Regions from separate parts of the Sus scrofa genome. Here region 1 is linked to region 2. Evidence: chromatin contacts called from public promoter capture Hi-C data. All regions are on one chromosome and are shown on one strand. Each heading gives the region's core, a stretch centred on a gene start, on an enhancer-like site or on the middle of the called end of the contact. The rest is flanking DNA. Distances are from core to core; before and after follow the strand shown.

The links. Promoter capture Hi-C pulls out the DNA fragments that hold promoters and counts their contacts.
Region 1: a promoter capture Hi-C map of fetal liver shows a contact between it and region 2, with 4 times the contacts expected there. The contact joins the promoter of DUSP1 here to the promoter of CPEB4 in region 2. A contact is called at or near these places in 1 of 5 promoter capture datasets (fetal liver) and 1 of 47 Hi-C or Micro-C datasets (liver).

What each region holds. Positions count from the first base shown.
Region 1 is chr16:51,454,377-51,460,723 of Sscrofa11.1, forward strand. It overlaps DUSP1 (dual specificity phosphatase 1), which reads left to right and starts at 3,886. Exons shown (of 5, transcript NM_001256075.1): 1 at 3,886-4,252; 2 at 4,529-4,674; 3 at 5,016-5,235; 4 at 5,669-5,974; 5 at 5,977-6,038. The coding sequence starts at 3,886. The coding sequence ends at 6,038. LOC102166710 (a long non-coding RNA gene) reads right to left here and starts at 3,506. Exons shown (of 5, transcript XR_001304774.2): 1 at 2,976-3,506; 2 at 1,322-1,429.
Region 2 is chr16:50,497,010-50,502,713 of Sscrofa11.1, forward strand. CPEB4 (cytoplasmic polyadenylation element-binding protein 4) reads right to left here and starts at 2,077. Exons shown (of 8, transcript XM_005657625.3): 1 at 1-2,077. The coding sequence starts at 692. LOC110257261 reads right to left here and starts at 4,322. Exons shown (of 2, transcript XM_021076837.1): 1 at 2,233-4,322; 2 at 1,085-2,077. The coding sequence starts at 2,527. The coding sequence ends at 1,881.

The sequences.
Region 1 (6,347 bases), core at 2,636-5,135, 960 kb after region 2:
GGGGGCGGGCCAAAGCTTAGGATTTGGTGGGATGGGGGGAGTTTGGAAGGGTACTGAGCAAAGGGAGAAGCTGCCCTACAGCGCAGGGGAGACCGTAAAAGAGCTGTGGATTCTAGAAGAGAACAGGAATGATGAGAGCCAGCTCCCTCTCCTGAGAGCAGCCCCTCCAGATGTGACCCCCATCAGGCCCTTTCTAACACATGGTCCTATTTTGTCCGAGGTGGATAGCATTCCCAGCTTACAAATGGGGAAACTGAGGCTCAGAAATGTTAAGCCACTTGCCCAAGGTTACAGAGCAGACAGTGATCTTGGGCCTTTCTGACTGTCATAGATGGGAATGCCACCCTTTATTTCTCCTCCTATGACCCCAGGATAGGTCCAAAGTCAACGTCAACTTCGAGGGCAGGATTCAGATAGGCATTGTAGGGCAATGCCAGCGCTGGCTACACTCTTTCCCCTTCACAGCCCTTAGTCGTACATGGGTTGTTTTGTATTTTTTTGGCCATGCCTATGGCATGTGGATGTTCCAGGGCCAGGGATCGAACCTGCAACAGGGCAGTGGCAACATTAGGATCTTAACCCCCTGAGCCACCAAGGACCTTCTAGAAGTACATGTTCTTATCTCCATCACAGAAGGAGGGACTGGGGACACAAGAGGGCAAGGCCATAGATTAAGGGTGGGGAGCCCAGGTCAGGCCTTCCTACTACCCCATACTGGCTCCAGGTTTGTCCCTCAGCACATCTAAAATCAGGAGGAGCCCAAGTCAGAAAGGCCAGGTTCTCTCTTCTTTTTTTTTTTGTTTTTTTGTTTTTTTGCTCTTTAGGGCCGCTCACGTGGCATATGGAGGTCTCCAGGCTAGGGGTCCAATCGGAGCTACAGGTGCCGGCCTACGCCACAGCCACAGTCACAGCCACATCAGATCCAAGCCGTGTCTGCAACCTACTCCACAGGTCACATCAATGCCGGATCAGATCCTTAACCCACTGAGCGAGGCCAGGGATAGAACACCCAAGCTCATGGTTCCTAATAGGATTGTTTCCACTGCACCACAATGGGAACTTCCAGGTTCTCTCTTCTGAATCAACATCCTTTGATTGATGCTTTTTCATGCCCCTCTGCACACGAGGCCCACAGTTCCAGCCCCTTGCTGCTTCTGTAGTCACCCGGGGCCAGATTTCTCTGGGTCTCTCTCTGGCTCCACGTCCAGCCAGAAAAAGTATTTCTACTCCTTGGACTGGGGGCCTGGGTGGGTACAGCTTTACCACCAGACCCCCTAGCCTGAGCTATAATGTGTTGATTGGTCTCAAGGAGGGAACTTACCCTGAGCTGGACCTCTGTACCAACCACACCTACTGGCATCTTGTGACCTCCCCAGGTTCTGGTGCTAGATCTTGAAACACATAGAAGCTTGATAATAAAAGAACTGCCCTGCTGGGGAGAGGAAAACCAGAGACTTAGTGAATTGTAATGAGAAGGGATGGGTAGGGCCTGGGTTCCTTACACTCCCCTTCTCTAACTTGGGCCGCAAACCATCCACAAAGTAGGCGGCTGAAAAACCCATTGTACAGATGAGGTTAGAGGCTCAGTAGGGGAAGAGATTCATCTAGGATCACCCAGAAGCAACATGACAGCATGGGCTTTCAGTTCTGCTCTTTCCAGAAAGGGACAGAAAGGAGAAACCCGCAGAGCTCAGCAGACACCAGACTCCAGGGCCAGACTGTGCCCCTCATCGCTGTAATATTTGTATTAACAAAAAGGCTGTGTGTGTGTGTGTGTGTGTGTGTGTTTTAATGCGTAGGCGAAGGTATAATGAATGTTCTTGGTAAAAAATTAAAACATTTCAAAAATTAAAAAAAAAAAGCCAAAATTGGGGCAGGTCAAGTTGGTATGCTGGGAAAAGTCAGAGGCTGTAACATTTTATGATTCAATGCATGAAATATGAGTTCCTCAGCTGAATAAGTAGTACAAACAAATATTTTTTTTTTCGTTTTTAAAAAAAGATACAAGGAGGGTGTTGACCTTATCTGAGGACCTTTTTGCTGTCCTCAGCCAATGTTCATTTGAAGGTAGAAAACGCCCTTTAAAAAAAAAAAAAAAAAAGCCCTTACTTTTCTAAAATGTAGACAGAAAGCTTGAGCCTGTGAGAACACAAGCTAAGCGAGACAAATGCAGAAGTTTCCCCCGGTGATACAATCCGCGATCAACGACATAGGGTGGCCGTGAAATCCCCGCCCCCACCTCCCCGGGAGGAGGGGTAGGAAACCACAGAATGTTCCTGACCAGGCAATCCAGCCCGGTGGCGCAATGTTTATGTTTGTGTACCTAGCACATCGGTGCCGCCCGAAGGAGGCTCTGCCGCCTGAGGTGGGGGGTGGGGGTTGTCACTCGGTAGCCCAGGACGAGGGTAACCGCATGCGGGTCTCCCCAAATGCGCGTCCAGGTCCTGGTAATCCTCTTAGAGCACCCAGGATGGGGATTTCGAGTTAAGCCCATATTAGTGGCGAGAACCAGGGCGTGGGGGCTGGGCCCGGCTCCTGTTCCTGACTCCTGTTCCCAGCTGGAGGCTCCCAGCCCAGGGCAGAGTTAGGTGCTCAATCAGTGCACATTTGGGGAATAAAGAGATGGAGTGGCTACAACTGTCTTTAAGTAAACGTGACCCAAAACATGTCTGGCGGCCTCGGGAGGGCGCTGTCGAGCCGCGCTGGGGGGGGGGTCCGCCTCCCTTAACACGGAACCCCGCAGTCCTCGACCTGACTTTACGACCCCCCCGACCAGGATTTCAGCCCTCTGAAATCTTCTAACCTTTCTTAGTTCACAATGGTCTGGGCAAGCACATGACTGAGAAAGACCTTTTTCCTCTTGGGTTTGACTGGAAGGCATTTTACTTGTTAAATGTACATTTTATTTTTAAGTAACAGGAGAGTAGTCTGGGGAGTAGGAAAATATTTCCCTGAACACCTCCACCCCAACTCACCCCGGTTGTTCTTGGCTGGACAAACTCGTTAATTTTCCTCCAACCTTCATTTCAGGCTCCTCTCTGTCCCTCGACCCCCAGCAGCGTGATGCTGGGCAAGTAAATAGCCTCTCCTTGAGAACCTGTTTCCTCGCCTGTTGGGGATGAGGAAATGAGAGAAAGGGGCCCACATCTCTGCAAAAACGCAGGAAACCCCTTTCCGTTCTGCTCTGCGGCGGAGGGGGCGCGGGGAAGGGGCACAGGGCGGGGGGAAGGGAGGCGGAGGCCGGTGGCATGCGGCCTGATCTCCCAGCCGCTCTCAACACCGAGGTCAGCCTTCAGCTGCTCGCGCGCCCTTCCTCTCTCCTCCCTGCCGGTCCCGGAGAGTAGCTCGGGCCAGCTCCCCGGGGACGCGCCAGGCGCAGGCCGGACGGCCCGGCGGGGGATGGGACCCGAGCCAGAGCGCAGCCAGCGGACCCCACTCAGAGGCCGATGACGTCTTCCCCTTTGGCTCGGCCGGCGCCAAGCCCGGCAGGGCGGGTGACGTCACCACACCGGTCACGTGACCGTCATTCAAACAAACAACCCCCTCCCCTTGCGCGCGCGCGCGCGCGCGCGCCTCCGCGCGCCCCTCCCCGCCCCGCCCGCCGAGAGGCCACATATAAGCGCGCTTCCCGCGGGTCTGACTCGCCGTGAAGGACGTTGGGGTTGTAGGTTCTACGCGGGTTGGAGGGGCAGGCAGGGGAGCAGTAAGGAACCCGAGGCGGTCGAGAGACCCGCACGAAGACCCTTCGCTCAGCCCAGAGGCAGTTTGGAGTTTGGCTTAAAGAAAACGAGGGTCAGGCTTTTCCTCGAAAGCCGTCGCCCTCCCCTTGGCTTCCGAGGACAAAGAGCACAAGAAGACTTCACGCTGGGGGCGCTGGGGCCGGCCATGGTCATGGAAGTGGGATCCCTGGACGCCGGAGGCCTGAGGACGCTGCTGCGGGAGCGCGCGGCGCAGTGTCTGCTGTTGGACTGTCGCTCCTTCTTCGCTTTCAACGCCGGCCACATCGCCGGCTCCGTCAACGTGCGCTTCAGTACCATCGTGCGGCGCCGGGCCAAGGGCGCCATGGGCCTGGAGCACATCGTGCCCAACGCGGAGCTGCGCGGCCGCCTGCTGGCCGGCGCCTACCACGCCGTGGTGCTGCTGGACGAGCGCAGCGCTGCCTTGGAGTGCGCCAAACGCGACGGCACCCTGGCTCTGGCCGCCGGAGCGCTCTGCCGCGAGGCGCGCGGCGCGCAAATCTTCTTGCTCAAAGGTACGCCCTCGGGGACGCTCAGGGGCGGGCCGCACGCCCCCTGTCGCCTAGCCCGGGGACCCCCGGCTCTCAGCATCTAGGGGACTGCCCCACCTGGAGCGCCTGGGCGCTCGATCCGCATTCTGGGGACTTGTTGGCTTTGTTTGGTCTGTGAACAAAGACTCGCCTGGGCCTCTCCGGGGTAAACTTCCAGTCCCGTTGGATAGCGGAGTTGTTTGAAGGGTGCCCTGTGTCGGCGGTACTAATGGGAAAAAAAATGTCTCTTTGTATTCCCAGGAGGATATGAAGCTTTTTCTGTTTCCTGCCCGGAGCTCTGCAGCAAACAGTCGACCCCCATGGGGCTCAGCCTTCCCCTGAGTACTAGCGTCCCTGACAGCACCGAATCAGGGTGCAGTTCTTGCAGCACTCCACTCTACGATCAGGTTAGTAGGGGGCCTTACCAGAGGGGAGAAGGAACAGCTGGTAAATGTAGGAGAATATAGAAAGTGACATGCAGCTTTATTTATAACGGGGGACACGGGGATATTTATCCCGTGGTTAAGTGGTATGATGGAGCTGAGTCTCTAATTGTTGGCACTACAGAAGTGAACTTTGTTGGCCCTGCCCAAGCAACTGGGCTTAGTCCCCTATTTTCTATACCAGCAAGATGCTGCGAAGGTCACCCAGTATTGAAACTGACTTGTTCAGGGAGTTTTTGTGGGTGTGGGCATGAGCATTGCCATTGAACAAGGCTTGACAAGTGTTGGATGTTTCTGGATTTCAGGGTGGCCCAGTGGAGATCCTACCCTTTCTCTACCTGGGGAGTGCCTACCATGCTTCTCGCAAGGACATGCTGGATGCCTTGGGTATCACTGCCTTGATCAACGTCTCGGCCAACTGTCCCAACCATTTTGAGGGTCACTACCAGTACAAGAGCATCCCCGTTGAGGACAACCACAAGGCGGACATCAGCTCCTGGTTCAATGAGGCAATCGATTTCATCGGTAAATAAGTGGAACAAGATGCCTGGGACCTGTGCCTCCCTGTTTTAGTTTGAGCCACCGAGCCTAAACTCTACAGCAAGAACTTGAGGGACATTCTTTTAAGCTGTAGACATTACTCTCAGTCAGGTGTGGGTGGCATCCCTATGAAGCATAGATTTGATGTCCCACTTTACAGGTTAGCAAACCGAATCTCAGAATGTTGACTTAATTTGTCCCACATGGGTCTGCTCACATGCCCTGGTCTGGGTTTACATGCCCTGTTCCTCTTGCGCAGTGCCCCCATCCGCCTCCAGGAACAGGGCCCATGTGATGGCATGAGGTGATAGTGACCACCTCTGGACAGGACACACACAGCATCTCTTAGACACCCTCTCCCTGGGGTTGGGGTTGTTCTCCTGGGCTCTCAAGTAACCCGCTGCCCTTTGTTTTCCAGATTCCATCAAGAATGCCGGCGGAAGGGTGTTTGTCCACTGCCAGGCGGGCATTTCCCGATCGGCCACCATCTGCCTCGCTTACCTCATGAGGACTAACCGAGTCAAGCTGGACGAGGCCTTTGAGTTTGTGAAGCAGAGGAGGAGCATCATCTCCCCCAACTTCAGCTTCATGGGCCAGCTGCTGCAGTTTGAGTCCCAGGTCCTGGCCCCGCACTGCTCGGCGGAGGCTGGGAGCCCGGCCATGGCCGTGCTGGACCGAGGCGCCTCCACCACCACCGTCTTCAACTTCCCCGTCTCCATCCCCGTCACCCCACGAACAGTGCGTTGAGCTACCTTCAGAGCCCCATCACGACCTCTCCCAGCTGCTGAAAGGCCACGGGAGGTGATCTTCACAACCCACCGGGACTCCAGGCTCCTTCTTGCAAGGAGACATGCAATAACTCCAAGGAAGGGGGCTCGCGAGGGCTGGTCCTTCCTTATTTAATTTCATCCGAATTCCACTGGGTTCCTGGGCGGTCCTGGGGATGACTTGGCGCCAAGACCGTCTGCTGAACTCAGCACATTGGGGACCAACATGCCGTGCGTGGGTGCATCAAGTCTCTGACAAAAGGGGCAGAAGAGAGAGGACTCGGTGTGCGAGCCGATTTTTTTCTGCTGGGCCCTGTTTCCTGAAGAAAC
Region 2 (5,704 bases), core at 827-3,326:
TGTGAGAGAGGCCCAATCTGCGGAGAGAAGCTGCCTCCGAAGCCAGGGCTGACATGATGGGGAAAATTTTGAAACAACAGAGCACCGTTATTAGCCGAAGCAGCTGGGACCCCTCCCTGATGAAAGAAACTTGCGTCTTCATTGATGATTGTAGAGGAAGAAGGCGCTATCGCTGCTGACCAGTTACTGAAACCAGTAAGAGACGATGCACTGGATGTCAAAGGTTGGGTGGAAGTACCTAGCCCTGTGGCTTCTTGATAATCAAACCCTGACAACACAGGTGATTCGATTCTTATTTTCTCCTTTCCGTTGCCATTTTCTGAAGAATTGTCCCCTTGATTTTCTTCAGATTTTGCCTTTTCGGTTTCAGGCAGTATTACAGCTTCTTGACCTGGACTGGGGGAGAGCTGCTGCTTTTCTAAAGGGTCTTGCTGCTCCTGTTGCTGACTTTTTGCTTTCTCTGACCCCAAGATCTCATCCTGAATGTTATGGGTAGCCGGAGCAGGAAAGAGCCAAGCTGACCCGGCGCTGCTGCCACTGGCAGCTGTGTTATTATTTATAAAAGCAGCAGGGCTGGGGGTGGCATTTTGGTGATGGTGTGGAGGCTGCAGATGTGGATGGAATCTGACTGGAAAAGCAGATTTATTCCCAGTATTGCTTTGCACTAGCACTCCAAACCCGTAATCCCCCATTTATTATTTTTAGGCTCAGAATCTTATAATAAAAAAGACAATCTGATGTCTCACGTCTTTGTATGTGTATCCTCTATGCCAAATTTAAGTTGCTTGTTTGAAATGCCTTATTTTTAGCTAGCTCAAAGATCGCAGCTTATCACCCTAAATAGTTCAGATTTGGAATTCTGGTTTCTGAAACAAACAACAAACCCTAAAGAAAAATCTTAAAACATTGACATGAATCCAGCTGGGCTTATTTCTAGGAGGGAATAAAAATGAAGAGGGTAAAAAATCAAGTCTTTGGTTAGTAAAATAGGCGCTTTCTTTTTCCAAAGGAAAACGTACATGAATGACAAAAACACAGCTTCTCAAGCATCTATGAATGTAGAAGAATAAGCATTGCGCAGAGTAAAAATATATATATATATAATTTAACAATCACATATGGGCTTCTTCAGCAGTTTAGATTCACTCACATTAAAAATTAGAATAGGGCTAAAGGGAGAATACGTTCTTTTTCTTGGCAGCTTAGTTAAAAAAATCAGGAATAATTTAAGAACATTATATATTATATTTTATATATATAGATTATATTAGGTTATCTAGGGTGGGAGGCGAAATCAGCATTGACTAATGGAAAAATGATTGCAGGGAGGTTTCTGCTGTTCCTGGTCCTGTTTCTGCTCTTTCACGGGGTGCAGTTTTGGCCTCTGGGGCTGTTCCTGAAGCTCTGGGTGCAGGTCTTGCTGCGGGCGCTGTTCCTGGGCTCCCCCTGGCCTCCTCTCCCCCATGAAATGGGCTGGAAACACCCGTTTCTCCCACTCGAGGGTGTCGCGATCAGGAGGGATTAGCGAGACTCGACGAGGACGAGCTGGCGGCCCGGGGGTGCGGCGACCAAGGGGGCGACCTGGAAGGTCCTGCGGTTTCGGCCTCTTCCCCTCTCTGCGGCTCCGGGTTTTTTTTCCCTCATGGGACCCAGGGGCGGTTTGTTCAGTTCTCTCAGTTCGATTCTCCGCAGCGAGGGGGGTGGGGGGGGACAGGGAAAAAAAGGAAAAACCCACCAGCGCAGTTATTCCAAAAGAGAAGGACCTCCCCCCCCTTTGCTCTCTCTTTCCCCCCCCCAGATTTTTTCAAAAACTATAATTTAGAAGGCTTTTGTTTCTCCTCACGGTTGTGTGGGCCGTCGTCGTCGCCGCCGCGGTCGCTTTACCCCGGTCCCGAAGTCCCCGCTGTCGTTGTTGTGGACTCCGCCTGGCTCCTCTTCCTCTCTCCTTCTTCCTCCTCTTCCTCCTCTGCTGCCGCCGCTACTGCCGCCGCCGCCGCCACCGCCTCCCGGTGCCCGGGTCCCGCAGCCGCGGCTGAGTCCTTCTCCTCAGGACCGAGCCGAGCGAAATGACAACCAGCTGGAAAGACCGAGAGACACTTCCGGTTCGAAAAGGGAGGGGTGGGTTAGGGCATACGCCCCCGCCCACCTGACGAAAGGCCAATCAGCTGTTGGAATTCAGATAAGGCCACGCCCCCCGACTCACGTCCCCTCCCAGGAAGGTCGAAAAGTTACCTAGAGAGACGCCCCTTCCGTCTGCGCCTCGCCTAGTGAGGCTGGGCTCCTGGAACCGGGTCCCCCACCCAGAGTGAGCGCAGCAGGTCGCCATCTTTAGTATGGGCAGAGGACTCCTGCGCGGTTTATCTCGTCTAGCCATGCTCTGCTGGAAAGGCATATAAGGACGCGCGGAAGAGAACGGATTCCTCCAGCACCACGAGAAAGAGTTCAGACGTGGGAGATCCGAGTGGCGACCCATAAAACTGCGGACGAACGTGAGGACTGCCCAGAATAAATGTGGTTCCCCAGGCATCACGTACCTTGGTCGGAGCTCCGCCCCAGAGGGATCTGGAAGGGGAGGCGATTCTTCCCAGCGGCTGTGAGGTTCCTAGAACTGCGTACGTCCTTGTCCTGAATATAGACTCTTCCTTCACCTTCCATTCCCCTATCCCCACTCCTCTTGCTTGGTTTAGGCTCCCGTCTGGTGCAGTCTCAGGCACAAAGATACAGCCGCTGTCGGCGTCCTTGGCTGAGCCCTCATCCCCATCTGGCTCTAGTTCACCCTACCGGTTTACCAGAGGGAGATGTACAAAACGAAAATCTTTATTATGGACCTCACCTGCTCAGATCTCTCTTCAGCTGCCCACTACCTCCTTGGAAAAAACCAAACTTTTTAGCCTAGTAGTCAAAGATTTTCCACTCTGTGAGCAGTATATCTTAACACCTCATCTCCAAACGCCCCACACCAAGCTGCTCTAACTCTTCTCAGTGCCTTTTAAACCTTCCATTTCCTTTCTTCTCCACCTGGTAAGCTCCTATTTAGTTTTAGGAATCGGCTCAAAAGCTACCAACTCTGTCTTCTAAATTCCCTCTTATCAACATCCATGGCCCTGTGTATGTCTCATGCTTGTTTATCCCCTATTTTAATGGTTGCTTATGTCTCTTGGGCCTGTGGTCAACTGTGGCCTCTTTGAGGAGGGCACCTTGTAGACAGGAGTCATGAATGAATGAATGCTGAAGAAACTAGCGGAAAAACTAACCACAATGAAATCTTTCCTGAATTGCAGTCCCCTTTCCAAGTCTGAATTATTTCATTGTTTAGGCCATTTGTTTTGGACCTCACATCTCTCAAACTTTCATCATTTAGGTTATTTGCTGCACAAGGATTCCATGTCTTGTTCATATTTGTGCATTCCCATGGCTATGACCACCCTCAGGACCTAGGGTAATAATGCATTGCTCTCAGTGCAGGTTCTAAATATGCTGAATGAGTGTTTTCCTTTAGTAGGAAATGAGGAGTAAAAAATGAAAAGAAGAAATCAGACTAGAGCTACAAATAACTATGGCAAGAGTGGGGGGTGGAGGGAGAGATCAAGACTTTTAAGCAGGATCACATGAACAAAGGTGATTTCCATTTCATTTCCATAGCCTTTCCTCAATGGCTCCAACTTCTGCTGCCTCAGTTTCTCAATCCTCCCATACTTTCATGTAGAACAACTGTTTGAAACCTTAATCAGTGATTTTATTGTCTGTCTTTGTATAATGAACATGAGTCTTGTCTCTGTAATTTTGAGTTCCTTGAATGTTAGGAATTGAGTCCTATCCTGCTGTTTATTCCCCACAGCTGGACTTACCTTGAGACTTGGCTGACTCAGTTAAGTGTCATTTCCTCCAGCATGGTTTCCCTGATTGCTCCTTTTTCTACCATCTTGTAGAGAACCAGTGGTTGCCAGTGAATTACCTTTTTGCAGGCAGAGGTTGTGTCTATTTATCTGTATGTCCCCAGTGGGTGGCCACGAGAGGGTTTAGCATGGAGCAGACTCAGGACATGTTCATTGAATAAATGAATGTCCAGTGCCCAGTAGACGGTTGACAGTCTTTTGGGGCTACCAGTTCTCAGTGGCTAAAATGGCTACTATTCTTGAAGGAAAGAGGGCTAGCTTTAGAATCATATAGGTAATTTGACTCCTAGCTTTGCAACTTCCTAGTGCAATCACCCCTACAAGCAAGATAAAATGCAAAGGATATTCTTCCCTAGCTAGGCGATAGTAAATTACATGAGACATGCAAAGTGCTGGACTCATAGGAGCTTTTCAAAAATGTCAGTTCCCAGGGGCGGAGCAAGATGGCTGAGGAGTAAGAGGTCAGGCTCACCCTCTCCCACAAACACATCAAAAGACCACATCTACATGTAAAAGGACTCACACAGAACATCAACTGAATGCTGGCAGAAGAACTTAAACCTCCAGAAAGGGTAAGAAACTCTTGACATAACTAGGTAGAGCAAAACAAAAATGTCAGTTCCTTATTAACATATTAAGTGCAGAGAACTACTTCACAAGTGTCCTTTGCCTGGAAGTTGCGTGCATGAGTGAATCCAGGAATCTGTATTGGTTCGTAGAGGGAGGAGGCTCACCAGTGCCACAGTCGGGGAGCTGCTAGGCCAGCCTGATCTTTTAAGGCTAAATCAAGTCTGGGCAGGAGGTTTGGCCTGGGCTGAGGCTAAGATGATCTCTGTAGACACCAGGCTCCTGGTTAAGGACTAGGATCATGGGAGAAGGAAGGAGGAAGCAGTTCTCTTGTGTCAGTTGTCCACTCAGAAACCCAGGATACTCAGCTCAGGGCTGCCCTCCGTGAAAACATTCTGCCCTCAGGAGTTCCCCTCCATGGCTCAGAGGAAAATAATCTGACTAGTATCCATGAGGATGCAGGGTCGATCCCTGGCCTTGCTCAGTGGGTTAAGGATCTGGCATTGCTGTGGGCTGTGGTGCAGGTCACAGACGTGGCTCAGACCTGGCGTTGCTGTGGCTGTGCCGAAGGCCTGCAGCTGCAGCTCCGATTGGACCCCTATCCTAGGAACCTCTGTATGATGGGGTGCCCCTCTAAAAAGACAAATAAATAAATAAACAATTAAAAAAACCATTTTGGCCTCTGAAACTGTCCCAGGTAACCATGACAACAGTTCAGTAGCTCTATTTAGGATTTCCAAAGAGATGAACAATTGCAGATGAGTGCTGGCTTGAACACTCTGCTGGCAGAAGAGAGCCCCTCCCATGAAACATACTCACTGGGAAGCTTTAAGTGTGCAGAGAAAGCAAGTTCGCCCAGAATGTATAGTGTTACCAGATTTTTTTTTTTCTTTTTTCTTTCTTTCTTTCTTTTTTCTTTTTTTTTTTTTTTTTTTTTTTTTTTGTCTTTTTGCCATTTCTTGGGCCGCTCCCGCGGCATATGGAGGTTCCCAGGCTAGGGGTCGAATCGGAGCCAAGCTGCCAGCCTACGCCAGAGCCACAGCAATGTGGGATCCCAGCCATGTCTGCGACCCACACCACAGCCGACAGCAACGCCGGATCCTTAACCCACTGAGCAAGGGCAGGGATTGAACCCGCAACCTCATGGTTCCTAGTCGGATTCGTTAACCACTGCTCCACAGGAACTCCTCCTTTATTTTTTTATTTATTTATTTTTTTCTGTTTGCTTTTTAGGACCTCAC